4 separate regions of the Mus musculus genome follow, and regions 1, 2 and 4 are each linked to region 3. A link is a contact called in public Hi-C and targeted proximity ligation data. All regions are on one chromosome and are shown on one strand. The core of a region is the stretch at or near the end of the contact, and the rest is flanking DNA. Distances in the headings are between cores, read along the strand shown. Region 1 holds the start of Ms4a4b (membrane-spanning 4-domains, subfamily A, member 4B). Region 2 has its middle 19 kb from the start of Ms4a4a. Region 3 overlaps Ms4a6d (membrane-spanning 4-domains, subfamily A, member 6D). Region 4 holds the start of Ms4a4a (membrane-spanning 4-domains, subfamily A, member 4A).

Region 1 (3,446 bases), core at 672-3,171, 150 kb after region 3:
TGTTCTCTGCCTGGTAAAGCAGAGCCTCCAGAGAGCTCAGAGGTCACCAGTGACCCCAAGCATTGGAATAAAGAGGAGTTTCATGGAGATGGGAGCATCTGAAAGGAGAGCTGATGAGTGAGCAAAGCCATCACAATGGAGGAGAGTGAGATGATGGAGGGACACCTGTGCATCTAATCAAGTAGTAACCTCATCCCAACTGGATTTGTGAAAGGCCTTCAGGGGCAGGAATGTGGGTTGGGTACAATGCAGTGACTTTGGTTCTAGATAATGCAGAACTGCAGGATCTGTGTAGCTTCTTCAGCCATGGTAGTGTTAGCAGTAAGTGACGCTGTCTTAGAAGTCCACTGTAGGAAGCACCCATAGGAGCAGTGGCAACATTGATAACTGGGTACTCAATAGTGCTTTGTGATTCTATTCTTCTTGGTTTTCTCTACACTGCTGACACTAGATAAGAGATCCTTCTTGGTTTGAGATCCAGCAACACACACAAGCAGCCACTGCAGTGCTGGCTTCCAGAGTACAGGTTCCCAGAGCATCTGAAGATCCAGAGAACAGGGTCTGCCATCTAGAACCAATCAAGATATTCTCACCTGGAATTTAGACTGTTCCTCCTTCAGACCACACACATAGCATGAGGCTATGGAGGATGTCAGAGGCCCCGGTGTTGGGGGGAAGAGTGTTGTTATAACTCTGACATTGGTTAAAACATGAAACACCAGTATGCCTATCAGAGCTCATACAGGCCCATGGAGAGGTAGATGCAATTATAATTTAGGTTCTTGTGCTATCATGGCATACAGTCAATTTGAGTCCCAGTCGTTGAAACATCATCCAGCAATGACCCTGAATCTTGATATCATTTGATGGGAAGCATGGAATTGTTCAGACATTTTCCCAATATCTATATGTGCATATATGTATATATACACATATATATCTATATCTATCTATCTATCTATCTATCTATCTATCTATCTATCTATCTCTATCTCTATCTCTATCTCTATCTCTATCTCTATATGTATGTATGTATGTATATATATGCATGTATGTATGTATGCACATATGAATGTATAATGTATGTATAAATGTAAGTATATACGTATGTATGTATGCACATATGAATGTATATATAAATGTATGTATAAATGTATGTAAGTATATATGTATGTTTGTATTATGCAATATGTGAAGTTGTTGGAGCTAGTTGAAACTTGCTTCATCTACCAAGTGCCCTAAGCACTCACTTTCACCTTCCCTCAAAGGGCCATTTTCCCCTCAACGCTGCTTATGAGATCCTGTGGAAATGCTCAGTGTGTCACACACCCATGCGTGTTCCCCATGGGAGTTTATCCTCGGAGCCTGTGCCCCTGTGATTTATAATTATTCTCATGTTATTTGTGCTTCTGTTAGATCTGGAGAAGCTTTCAACGATCAGGTATGACATTTGTTTTACAATCTTAGGAATGCCAATAGTTTAGAAAAAATAGACAATTCTTATGTTTCTACGTACAAGGCTTTTAAAAAAAATGGTGTTTGGATTTCAATATCTCACACTCCATTGTCATTCCCTACAATCACTAAGGACAGGCTATTGTAGAGCGAACATGTCAAACTTTAAACACTCAAATATTTAAGTTACAAAATAAAGATTGCAAATATTCATCTCCTTATCATATTTTAAACCATGCTTTATATATTATTTTAATCATAAAATATTACAGAATAAAACATAAATCTTTTCTTTAAAAAAAAACCTTGTTTTAAGTAAAATTTACTCCTCAACTTCTAATAAAATAATAAAGATGTACTAACCAGACAATGGAAAGGATCAGATGTCAGCTGATTTATTCCAGGAGAAGCTTTGCTTGTGTGTTCTCACAGGACTCTGATTCACCTTTGTAGATAGCAGACTGTTTGATTGTGTCAGGACTTCCCCCCACTGACTAAGAGGCAGAAACCTTTGCCTCTGACATTTCCTCCCCACCCATCTCAGCCATCATATATGGGTGGATGTGTACTCTGAAAATTCAAGGTAGAAATTTTTGTTTTTTTATATAGAATTTAGACTTCTGATTCTTTTTAAAAAATTTCATAAGATTACTTTTTAATATAAGTAACAAAATAGTTGATTCTTTCCTTTAAGTGCACATTGCAACCTGCTAGTAAGAAAAACTGGCTGAGAAAATTATCGTGTCTATGTATACTCTGTTAATCTATAAGAAGTTACTTAAATACAAATGAATATGGGCTCTAGGGCATAATTTGTTTTTCACCCCTAATATGTAGAACATTTGATCAAGTGAGAGTATTAGGAAAATGGTTTTTTTCTACACATATTCACTGTAATTGTTTACTGTATGAAAAAAGGAATGTAACCATATTGTAATTTTTATAGGGCTTGAAAGATTTTACTGGGCTATATAAGATGTAGGAAAAAAATAAACTTGTTGGAGCTTTGCTACATGCAACAAATGTGTATATGTGTATATGTATGTCTATATGTATATATGTGTATATGTGAAATTTGTTGTAGCTTTGCTCGATCCAACAAATGTATATGTGCATGTATGTATGTATGTATGTATGTATGTATGTAATGGGTGAAGTTGTTGGAGCTTGTTGAGGCTTGCTTCATCCACCAAGTGTGTGTGTGTGTGTTTGATTCTTTCCCACCTTTTTCTTGCTGGCTCCAGAAAGTTTCACTGGACCCAGAGTCTTTCTTCCAGCCCCAGGGAGTCCTCCACCAGCCCCAGAGAATCAAGCTGTGTTCCCTCCAATAAAAATCTGCTGAATGACCAATTGCCTACTCTATGACCCACTCCAGTTTACCGTAGATGCCAAAGCTGCTCTTTGCCAAAACAAAAGAGCACTCCCACCCCCCTCTATGAAACCAGTGTCACTCTAATCCCAAAACCAGGTAAAGAAATACACACACACACATGCGCGCGCGCGTGCGCACACACATGAAAACTACATGTCATTTTCCTGATGAACATAGATCTAAAAATACTCAATAGAATACTGACAAAAAGAATACAAACATACATAATAAAGATTATCTACCATGACAACATTGGCTATATCCATGAAACATGGAATGGCTCAATATTCACAAGTTGGTTAATATAGTAAATCGTGTAAATGAACTTAAGAAAATTACACGATCATATCAAGAGATGTGAAAAGGCCCTTTGAGAAAACAACAGGCCTTCACGATAAAATTCCTACAGTATGTAAGGCTAGAGGGAAGACACCTCAATATAATAAAAGCTATATTTTAGAAACTCATAACCAACATCATTGTAAATGAAGAAAAGCTTGAAGCAATCTCACTGAAGTCAAGAAAGAGACAGGAATTCAATTATTCTTACTCCTTTTCAGTATTGTGTTCTGAATGCTATTTGGAACAATAAGGCAAGAGAAGGAAATTGAAATGGGTA
Region 2 (3,286 bases), core at 739-3,238, 230 kb after region 3:
CTGGCGTTCCCCTGTACTGGGGCATATAAAGTTTGTGTGTCCAATGGGCCTCTCTTTCCAGTGATGGCCGACTAGGCCATCTTTTGATACATATGTAGTTAGAGTCAAGAGCTCCAGGGTACTGGTTAGTTCATAATGTTGTTCCATCTATAGGGTTGCAGGTCCCTTTAGCTCCTTGGGTACTTTCTCTAGCTCCTCCATTGGGAGCCCTGTGATCCATCCAATAGCTGACTGTGACCATCCACTTATGCGTTTGCTAGGCCCCGGCATAGTCTCACAAGAGACAGCTACATCTGGGTCCTTTCGATAAAATCTTGCTAGTGTATGCAATGGTGTCAGCGTTTGGAAGCTGATTATGGGGTGGATCCCTAGATATGGCAGTCTCTACATGGTCCATCCTTTTGTCACAGCTCCAAACTTTGTCTCTGTAACTCCTTCCATGGGTGTTTTGTTCCCAATTCTAAGAAGGAGCACAGTGTCCACACTTTGGTCTTCATCCTAGTTTCATACAGTGTATTTTGATCATATCTACCCCTACTCTCACTTCTCCCAGACCCACTCCCTCTTTACCCACCCACCTTTGTGTTCTCATTCTCCTTATATCTATAGTTTAACACACCAATGAGAGTAAAGTTCATCTCTCAACCCTTATTAGAGAAGCTTCCTTTTGCCCTAAATAGAGGTTAACACAGAGACCAAGAGCTGATCAGAATGCAAATGATAAGGAACTGAAGGCTTCCAAGCTCTAAATGGGACATCTGTCATACCCCCTTCTTCCAAGATTCAGGGGTCACTGTAAAACAGGGAGCAGAAAAACTGAAAAAGAATAAGAGAAGAGGATGACTGCAAAATCTTTATACGTTAATTGTCACGACTATTTGCCATAGTGATGGAAAGTGGGCAACTGTAAATGGATAAATGCTTTTAACGGAAAATATGACAGGAATTTATAAAATGAAGGCTGGGACTTGAAAGGTTGGCTCAGTGGTTATGAGGGTTGGCTGCTCAGTGTGAGAAGATGTGCTTAACCCTGAGAGGCGCCAGGGAGGGGAGAGGTCTGGTGAGATGTAGGGGAACATCCTCTTGGAGATGGTGGGAGGAGGAATGGGATGAGGAACAGTCAGAGGGTGGACTAGGAGAGGAATAAAGACTGGCCTGTAAAAAAGATTAAATAATAATAATCTCTCACTGTTATTCTAAATTACTCTTCATATAAACAACGATGGAGAATAACATTAGTCATGCTGTGTTGGCATATGTCTTGATCTGAAAACCTGTATCATAATTAAATAATTAATGATAAATGGTAGATGTGCTTTATTAAAATTAAAATCAGTGTATAAATGGAGATATCCCATGGTACTATTCTGCAAACATTAAAGAAAAGGTTTGAACTAACTTCTTTAAATTACTATTATTTAAACATGAATAAATATACATGGCAAACTGCTAAAAATTAGTAAATGAAAACTAATTAAAGCTATTAGAAATTCAGCAAGATAGCTAGTAAAACATTTTATAAACAAAGTGTGTGTGTATTTAAGTTAAAATGTTCATTTGATTGTTTAAGAATTGAATAGAGACTTTTGTTTAAATACCAAAATATTTATAAAGCATCTCAGAGGAATACCATTAGGAAAGGATGTGAAATATACATAATAAACGTGCCTGAAGTAACCATGGTGAAACCAGAAAAACAAAAACATAAACAAACAAACAACAACAAAAAAAAACCTCTTGTGGAGATCTTTTTCCAGGTTTCTGATAAGGCAGAGAAACTACATAAATAAAGCTAAGAGGATCAAGCAATTGGTGTAGCTGTGCCAGATCAAAAGGAAAGAGTGCCATTTCACAGATGACACTTGAAAACCAAGTATGAAGATGATTACAGAAAGTGAGCAAATATTTCAAAGCATTGAACAAAGGCTTCCTGGGTGGTACCCACCTGTCAGAACCTGAGTAGCACGGCGGGTGACCCTCACAGCCCTCCCAGTTCCTAGGAAAGAATTCAATATGAAGTCACAGATTCAAAACACCCAATTTTGTGGTCAGGTAAAGGAAGTTAAAATGAGATCAGAAAAGCAAAGTGGTTTGGCTCCCGCCTATGCTCTTCCGGAGAAGATTATTTCTCAACGCTGGCTTTGATATCTGACACATTGAAGGCATAAGAGTCTTCACTACACGGTGATGGTAGCTTGTCCTACTTGTTTGGCATGAAATTGTACAATAACGCATTCAGTAGAGTGTCCAGAGCAGAACATACAATAAAAGCTATTATTTGTGTTGATACTGATAGATACATATTTGTACACCCTGTCCCAAAGTGGGTCCCCATCTGTAGTCTTCAAACGTAAGCTCTTGTTACAAATGTGAGGCAAATCAAGCTAAAACTCTAAACATCCTTCTCCTTATCTGTCTACAGATGAATGGAACCTGCCACCCTTGAGTGACTTCTCTGATTCTTACCTAATCATTAGAAATCTGTGTTCTAATGAGTAATCGACAATTAATTGTTGGTCAAGCCTAATATTTTAAACTCAAGTTATATCCTGAATTTGTGGGAAAGTTCAAATATGATTCTCTTATTCATGTAAATATTTTAGCCATTTTAAAAATCAACTCATAATGTTTAATTTACTTCTAGAAGGCTTTTTAAAATTAAACTTATATAATGAATTTAACTACTAGAAATTTCTTTTTCTTTTTATCTTTGCAAATGTATGTGTGGTACATGTCTGCGTTTGTGTTCATGTTAATACATTTGTACATGCACATGCCACAATATGTGTGAAGGTCAAAGGACAACCTCAGACATTGGTCCTCACTTTCTACTTTTCTTGAGACAGGATTTTTGGTTTCCTGCTATATAGATTTCAGGTTAGCTGACCCAAGTCTCCATGTCTTCTGCCTCCTTCCTATCTCTCTTCTATCTCTCTTCCTATTTCACAGCAGGAAGGACTGAGATTACAGATGGGTCACCTCCATTTTTGCACAGGTTCTGGGGATCCAAATTCAGATGCTCATACTTTCCCAGCATGTGCTTAGCACACAGATTTGATAGCCTGGATGAAATATCTTAAACCTCAGGATAAGAAATGGCCCGGAAGTGCTGTGGAATGCAGTGCTCTAGACAGCATATAGCTGTTATACACATTAAATCACAGAATCTGTAGTTATGTCTTTAGGACTTGCAGGAGTTCAAGCAGGTTAAAATTTCTAGCATACAGTAGAGAGCCCTGCTGAGCCCCATCCCTAGCTGAGGAACTAGTGGCAATTCATAGCTCCT
Region 3 (3,386 bases), core at 327-2,826:
CCCAGGGCCTGGTTGATGTTACAAACCAGGTCCTCACATTTATCTTCAGGTGTATGTGCTTTTGAGAGAGAGGTTGTATGCCAGGTGGTGGGAGTATTAACTACTCTACCCACCACTCTTGTGTGTTTCTGAGGGTTCCATGGAGGTCTCTAAGTATATGAGTCAGATTTACTTTCTGCAACAAACACATGGGATGAATCAACTTATGAAGAAGAAAGGTTTATTTGGGCTTACATTTTAAGAAGTCTTCATACATGACTGTGTGAATCTGTTCCTTTGGAACTACTAGAGAGGCAGAGCATGTTTGGAAACAAGGTATGACAAATCTTCAATCAGGCTACACTGGCAAATGTTTCTACCACTTTACACTAGCATCCACCTGGAAATTAGGTCTTCATCACACAATTTTTTGGGGTCAGGGGAGGCATGCAAGATCCAAATTGTATCACTAAAGGTATTGGTAGATAGGGAAAATTTGGGTTCTGTATTCCCACCTTTGGCTACACGCTATCGGAGAATTTTCAGGTTTATCTAACAGGATGCTACTTGTAGTCATAGATGAAGCTGATAGAAAGACACTATTTTCTTCCCTGCCTCTGAAGTACTGTCTGGCATGGGATCATACTTTCCCAATCATAATTTACCTTCTGGGTTTATATGTTTGCAGACACTAGAGGGCATTGAGAAATAAACTATTGTAGGTTTAGATCCTGAAAGAGACAAGCAGCTGGGCCTATTATAGTGTAGTGAATAAGAGGCATATGTGATGTGTGTTGTCATTCCAGGTTCACAGCAGCCTAGCCCTGAGCATCCTGAGTGTCCTCTCTGCTCTTACAGGCATCGCTATTCTCTCTGTCAGTTTGGCTGCTTTAGAGCCTGCCTTGCAGCAATGTAAGCTGGCTTTCACACAACTAGACACAACCCAAGATGCTTATCATTTCTTTAGCCCTGAGCCATTAAACAGCTGCTTCGTGGCCAAAGCTGCTCTGACTGTAAGTATTTCAAAAGGAAATGTTCCAGGTTTTAAAGATGTTTTTTGACAGCATATTTCTTCTGTTCCCTGATTCAAAACTCTGTTCATTCTTTTTGTTGTTGTTGTTTTTGTTTTTAATTTATTAGTTTTTAAAACTAATATATAAAGTAATTGGTTTCATTGTGGTATTTTCATAGACATTTTTATTTTTATTTTAACTCTTGCTTGTACATTTAGGATAAAGCCAGAGTCATGGAAGACAGAGGCAAGAATGAACATATTGTTAAAATTCTACACCGAGTGGTCGTGTAGTAATAGCAAAATATTGAGGGAAATTACCAAATTAAGTAGATGATAAAACTATAAAGACCACCCCTATTTTCTAAGGATTAAGAAGGCATTAGAGGAATAAAGGATGCAGTTTTAGAGGCATAAAGGATGAGGTTGTCAAACCAAGAGTCTTACTTTATGGGGTAGTGAGTGAAGAGAGGCAAGCATACCAGAAAAACGAAACAAAAGAAAACAGATAATCAGGAAATGCATGAACCATGGTGCATGTGTGTGGTACAGGCATGAAGTGAACTGAGCAAACCTCAGCCACAAGTTGAGAAACAGCGTGGGAAATGCGGGGGTAGGGGGGAAGTCAGGGCATCTACTCCCTCCAGTAATCACAGTAGCAAGGAGCACCAAGCCCGTGTGGAAGTGAGCTCAAGGCTGCTTTCATTACAACACAAAGAGATGGGATTGTTAAATGAGGAGAAAAAGAAATCCAGAGAAATGGAGAAGAGTAACTGGCAGGATGTGAGGGCCTCCATCTCATCAGAAACACATCCATAGTCCTGTAACTATAAAAGTCAGATGAGCAAGAGACAGCTAGACAAATCACAGTCAATCAGTTCTCAACCCCAGGCTTTCTCAGATCCTTATGGAGCTGGGCCCAGGGAGTCTTCCTTAGTTATGAAAACCACAACAATAAAAAATGTTTGCATTAGACACATAACAATGCGAGAAAATTAACATCTGGAATAACTATGCCTGATTTTAGAAGCCTGAAGAATTGGGGAGGAATCTGGGTGGACCACAAAGAATGATGGCATCATGGGATAGTTTCACACTGTAAGTCAGAGACTGGCTTGAGTGTATTTCCTGGGACAGTGTCTAGGTACTGGAGGCATGCGCCGTCTCTTTTCTACCCGTGCCGTGTGCGCAGATAAATGAAGAGTTTACAGTGTGACACTCATCTTCCTTCCTATCAAGCGATCTTCATGAAGACCTTGGGACAGAGTCACGGGATATGTGTTCTTTACATAGATCCTTCTTTGAGTTGATTTTTGATGTCACAGACTTAGAAACTGGATTGCTTTTCTGCCTTTCACCATCACACACACACACACACACACACACACACACATACACACACACACACACACACAAATCAATCCTAAGGAAGAAGGTTCTATCAATGCCAACTTAAAAAGAGTTTGCTTGCATGATCAGAACCTCACTAACCCTCACAAGTCTCTGCAGAGGAAATACTACACAGGTGTGATAAGAGAGCATACAGAAACTAGAAAATTAAAGACTTACCCAGCCCCACACTAATCAAGAGAGCCAAGAGCAGGAACTGTTGACTCTGACCTGGGGTCACTACTCCTCTCTACTTCCTCATTGAGTGAACAGTATAGTCAGGATCCATGTCCAAGAAGGGTGAGAAATGGCAGAAAATGGCTTTGTTGATTTAGCTTGTTCTCTTCCCCTACTTGCTCCAAGGAATAAAGGGACCAGGCATCAATTTTAGCCCATCTGTAGGTCTGGGAGGATCCTTTCCCTTCTTGATGGTGTCTCTGATGGTGAAGATGGTTTCATCTTTACAATCACCTTCCACCCAGGAATGAGGGCATCAGCTGACTCAGTCACACCATCCTCTCTTCTCCTGAATTTAGGGAGTCTTTTCACTGATGCTAATCAGCAGTGTGTTGGAGCTTGGCCTGGCTGTCCTCACTGCCACACTGTGGTGGAAACAGAGCTCCTCTGCTTTCTCTGGGGTAAGTATGCTAGAGGCCACTTGAATCTTCCCTGGTGTTCCTCTGGGATATATTAGTCAATGCCACTAAGAATATCAGACAGAATAATCAGCCATCGTGAAATGTATACCACGTGGCTTTTTTTTTAAATGGGGAGGGTCCTTAGTAGATATTGGAGAGAGGAGACAGAAGTATAGATGATAAGGAATACCTGGACAAGAAATAGTTGTATATCACATATATCTTGGTTCTTCCCCCCCCCCAAACAAACAATCATAAGTTTGAGGAAGTTAAATGTATCTCTTGGCATTACATTGAGTTTGCCTATAGTCAGGGATTCCTGACTATACTGCTCACTCAAACTAGAACACAGCTGCCTCCCTTCTACT
Region 4 (3,508 bases), core at 239-2,738, 210 kb after region 3:
TTAAGCATCCTCTTGTGTCCATCTGATCTTGTATATTTAATCTAACCCCACTCAATATCTATGGTGGTCATTTAAAAATATAAAACAGTTTTAATTTCCTATTAAGAGAAGTCCATATTTCAACCCCAACCTATATTTCTAATATTATTTTTATTTTTGCCCCGTTTTGTTTTGGGAGTATCAAATACATTGAATATATTTCAGCTTTCAGACATCATCGATTTTATTCCTGCTCTGGCATTCTAGACACATTCAGCTACATTGCAGAAAATCTTGACCACATCCCTTTCTGCTCTGCCATCACAACAAAAAGTCTACTCTCATTTCTTCTTGGGAACTGATAGTATCACATGTGTTCTGCCTTCCTTCACATGCATCTCCCTACCACATATGAGTTACTTAACCAACAATGGTAAGGAAGTGTTGAACAATTCTTTGTGACTTCCCTCACGAGCAATAGAGGACAAAGATGTTGGGAAATTGACAGATGTTTCTTTCCAGTCAGATTTAATGTGTACTTTGGTTTATTTGTTTACTGCAATTACTTTTGTCCTTATTTTTCCAGACATACATTCAGAAGATTTAGAAAATGAAGACTAGTATGAAAAAAATGATGGAAAAAATTTGCACTAAGAAATAAGTGTGTCTTGCATTTCAAGCTCTTTCTTAACATTCAAGTTTCTAGTGATTTCCCTCTTTTGTGTATGTTCCATTTCATCTGAAGAAAGACTCACACAGTTTTCTCTGCCCTTTACATAATGGCCATAACTAAGAATCTTCAAGCCTCTTCTATTAACAGATTTTCTAAAAAGGAGCTTAAGTTTATGCTCTAAGAGTCCCATGAATGGTGCCAAAGATTAGTGGGGACCTGGTTAGATCACAGTCTTTCTCAGGATCAGACTAAGTATGTTAAACTGGTGTGTTGAGCTTGCCTTATATAGTCTCTACCACGTTCTGCATGTGGCAGGTGTTTATTAACTATTAAAAATAATAGTATTAGATGAGAACAAATACAATAGAAGAAAAGACATTCAGAAATGATCAAAGGTGGAGATACTGGTTCCATTTTGAAAAGCAAAAACAACTAAAATCTTATTTAGACCCTTCTTTTGGCTCTTACCAGACCTTTTTTTTTTTTCTTGCCTCCCAGGGTTGCAGCACAGATTGCTCCTCAAAAGACCCCAAAGTACATGTGAACTCTTTACACCCTTCTTCACATTCAGAATGGTGGCTTGTACCAGAGAACAAGGCCTTTTTCCCCCCTTATTCTACTCCCAGTTTTCCTAGAACAAGAGATGAAAAACCATCATCACAAAAGCCTAGGAAAGGTAAGTCAGCACCTACCTTCCTTCTCAACTGGACAGCCTGTTATGTGTCAGATGAGGAGCTGTCTCTAGGAATGTGCCTCGGGCTCTTTGTTCAGATGCAATGACTTGCCCGTCACAGCTCATGTGTGACTAAAGCTGAAGTCTAGTATGTTTTCTAAATCCTAAAGGTTACTGCTGAGGATCTCAAAAAACACAGCTAGTTCCCTTTTTATTAGCTGAAGTATCCCCTGACTCTGCATCCTAGTTGTGTACATGTGGCTTCTTTAAAATCCACTAGAAAAACAGTGGCTGTCACAATCTCTCTTACAAAAAAGCAGCAGCACAGGTTTTACTGAGCATATCAGTGTAAGTCCATACTCAGCAGACCAAAGTCAATATCATGGCCCTTCAATCGCCGGGAAAATCCCATTTGTTGGTGATTTATTCTTGGAATCCCATTTCCCTTTATCCAGGAGTCTGAGGCAGGAGAATTGTGACTTATAGCCAGCCTGAGCTACATAAGGAGAACCTCTCTCAAAACAGTCAAAACTAGCAAATGCCTGTTTATAACAATTTCATACATTTTCTTGATACATTTCTTTTCCTAGAAAACTTTCAATGCATGCTTTTCGTGTGTGGTTTTTATGAAGTGCTACCATTTGGGGTTTACTACGAAGGTCCATCAGGTGGCAGCACATTGGTTACAAAGAAGTAAATAGTGCTTTGCAATTTTAAAGTAAATAACCCATTTCTAAGCCAAAGACACATTAAAGACAAATCTATTTCAATCATTGCCTACATGATCTTGTCATCTTCCAGAATATAGGATTGATTGTTCGTTGATAAAATAAAATAATCTTAAGATTAATGTAAGCATTAGTCTATTTTCCAATTCTGTAAAGTAATATCTGGTGTTGTATAATTTATATATAAAAATACACACTTCACTCACAGTTTTAGAATCTCAAAAGCATGGCCTTGCTGGTCTTAGTTAGGGATCTCTGGGCTCAACACACCATGAAAGATAGGAAAATGGTGGGAAGCTGGCTAAGAGATGAGATCAGATGGAAAGGTGAAAAGATAAAGACACGTTGTCTCATCTCTAGGCAACACATCTTAAAGCTTCTACCTGCCTTCACATTTCCCCACTGAAGATCAAAACTTCAACTTGCTGAGGATCTCAAAGGACAGATACATCCAACAACAGAAAAGAGGAAAGGAAAGTGGTTGGTAATTTTTAGTCATTCAATAATTTCTTAAAGAAAAATGTCCATATATCCAGCAATGTGCCATAGATAAGATGGTATAGAAAATATAAATAGACTCTGGTTCTGTGTCTGTCTGGGTAATTCAGACGAGTCAACACACAAATAAACATGCTAAAATCCTGGCTAACCAGTGCCCTGCAAGGTAACATATAACAAACTAAGTCAGTCATCATCGAACCCCATTGACCCCAGCCTTGGAAATAAAGAGAAGACTTTCCAGAAGTGATGACATACAAAAGGAGACTTGATGGACTAATTAACCAGATGTAAGAGAGTTGTGAATGAACTGAGATCTTGTGTACTGATTCAATAGTCATTAAAACTTTCACAGAGCTATTTTAACCAAGCAAAACTTTCAACAGCAAATAGACTAGAGGGGGGGGGGGGTGGTAGTTCTTTTGCTCCAGGGAATGCTGGAGTACAGGTTCTATGTAGCGTCCTCAGTTGTGATGACTCTCATTAATAACTGAAGGTGCCTTGGTGGTTGAAGCTGTAGAAGTTATTATCAATGTTGAGGCAGTGGAGGAAGAAAAGGTTTTCTTAGTAGCAGTGGTTTGAGGTTATTTTATTATCATTTCCCCCATACTAGTGAGAATTAACTGAAGCAACCACTACAAGGACTGGATCTGGTACAATCCAGATGTAGTCATAGAAGTACTAGAATACAATAGTATTTTTTAATAGCATGTATTTTTTAAGTCACTGTAGATCTGGGACCTTGGGCTTTGTAACATGTAAAACTCTAGTATTAGAGTCATTTGGGTTGGAGCCTTTGGAGTCTTAATGAGCTAGGCTCTACCATTCATTCTCAATGGGCCAGTGAAAGATAAAATTAGTAGCAAAGAATAGAGGAAGGAGATTCATTCCAATGTGGCTACATTGAGAAGATAAAGGGATCTAATGAGCTCCCCTACCTCCAAGTGCTTTGTCAGA

What was found. Hi-C and Micro-C count contacts between places; a contact is called where the count stands out from the background.
Region 1: a targeted proximity ligation map of CD8 T cells shows a contact between it and region 3, with 15 read pairs. A contact is called at or near these places in 5 of 484 Hi-C or Micro-C datasets (CD4 T cells, bone marrow-derived macrophages, centrocytes and 1 more), 4 of 130 datasets of targeted methods (CD8 T cells, the SCID.adh cell line and effector CD8 T cells) and 2 of 9 other capture datasets (adipose tissue and liver).
Region 2: a contact with region 3 is called in a Hi-C map of bone marrow-derived macrophages, with 48 read pairs. A contact is called at or near these places in 26 of 484 Hi-C or Micro-C datasets (the AML12 cell line, B cells, CD4 T cells and 11 more), 8 of 130 datasets of targeted methods (CD8 T cells, the SCID.adh cell line, effector CD8 T cells and 2 more) and 2 of 9 other capture datasets (adipose tissue and liver).
Region 4: a contact with region 3 is called in a targeted proximity ligation map of regulatory T cells, with 13 times the contacts expected there. A contact is called at or near these places in 16 of 484 Hi-C or Micro-C datasets (B cells, CD4 T cells, CD8 T cells and 9 more), 5 of 130 datasets of targeted methods (CD8 T cells, bone marrow-derived macrophages, effector CD8 T cells and 1 more) and 2 of 9 other capture datasets (adipose tissue and liver).

The regions. Positions count from the first base shown.
Region 1 is chr19:11,442,033-11,445,478 of GRCm38.p6, reverse strand. It overlaps Ms4a4b (membrane-spanning 4-domains, subfamily A, member 4B), which reads right to left and starts at 1,921. Exons shown (of 7, transcript NM_021718.2): 1 at 1,819-1,921.
Region 2 is chr19:11,354,688-11,357,973 of GRCm38.p6, reverse strand. No RefSeq gene overlaps it. Among named protein-coding and RNA genes, the nearest start is that of Ms4a4a, 19 kb to the left of the region's middle.
Region 3 is chr19:11,587,596-11,590,981 of GRCm38.p6, reverse strand. It overlaps Ms4a6d (membrane-spanning 4-domains, subfamily A, member 6D), which reads left to right. Exons shown (of 7, transcript NM_026835.2): 5 at 786-992; 6 at 2,917-3,018. Among named protein-coding and RNA genes, the nearest start is that of Ms4a6d, 16 kb to the left of the region's middle.
Region 4 is chr19:11,373,468-11,376,975 of GRCm38.p6, reverse strand. It overlaps Ms4a4a (membrane-spanning 4-domains, subfamily A, member 4A), which reads right to left and starts at 1,488. Exons shown (of 7, transcript NM_001310331.1): 1 at 1,345-1,488.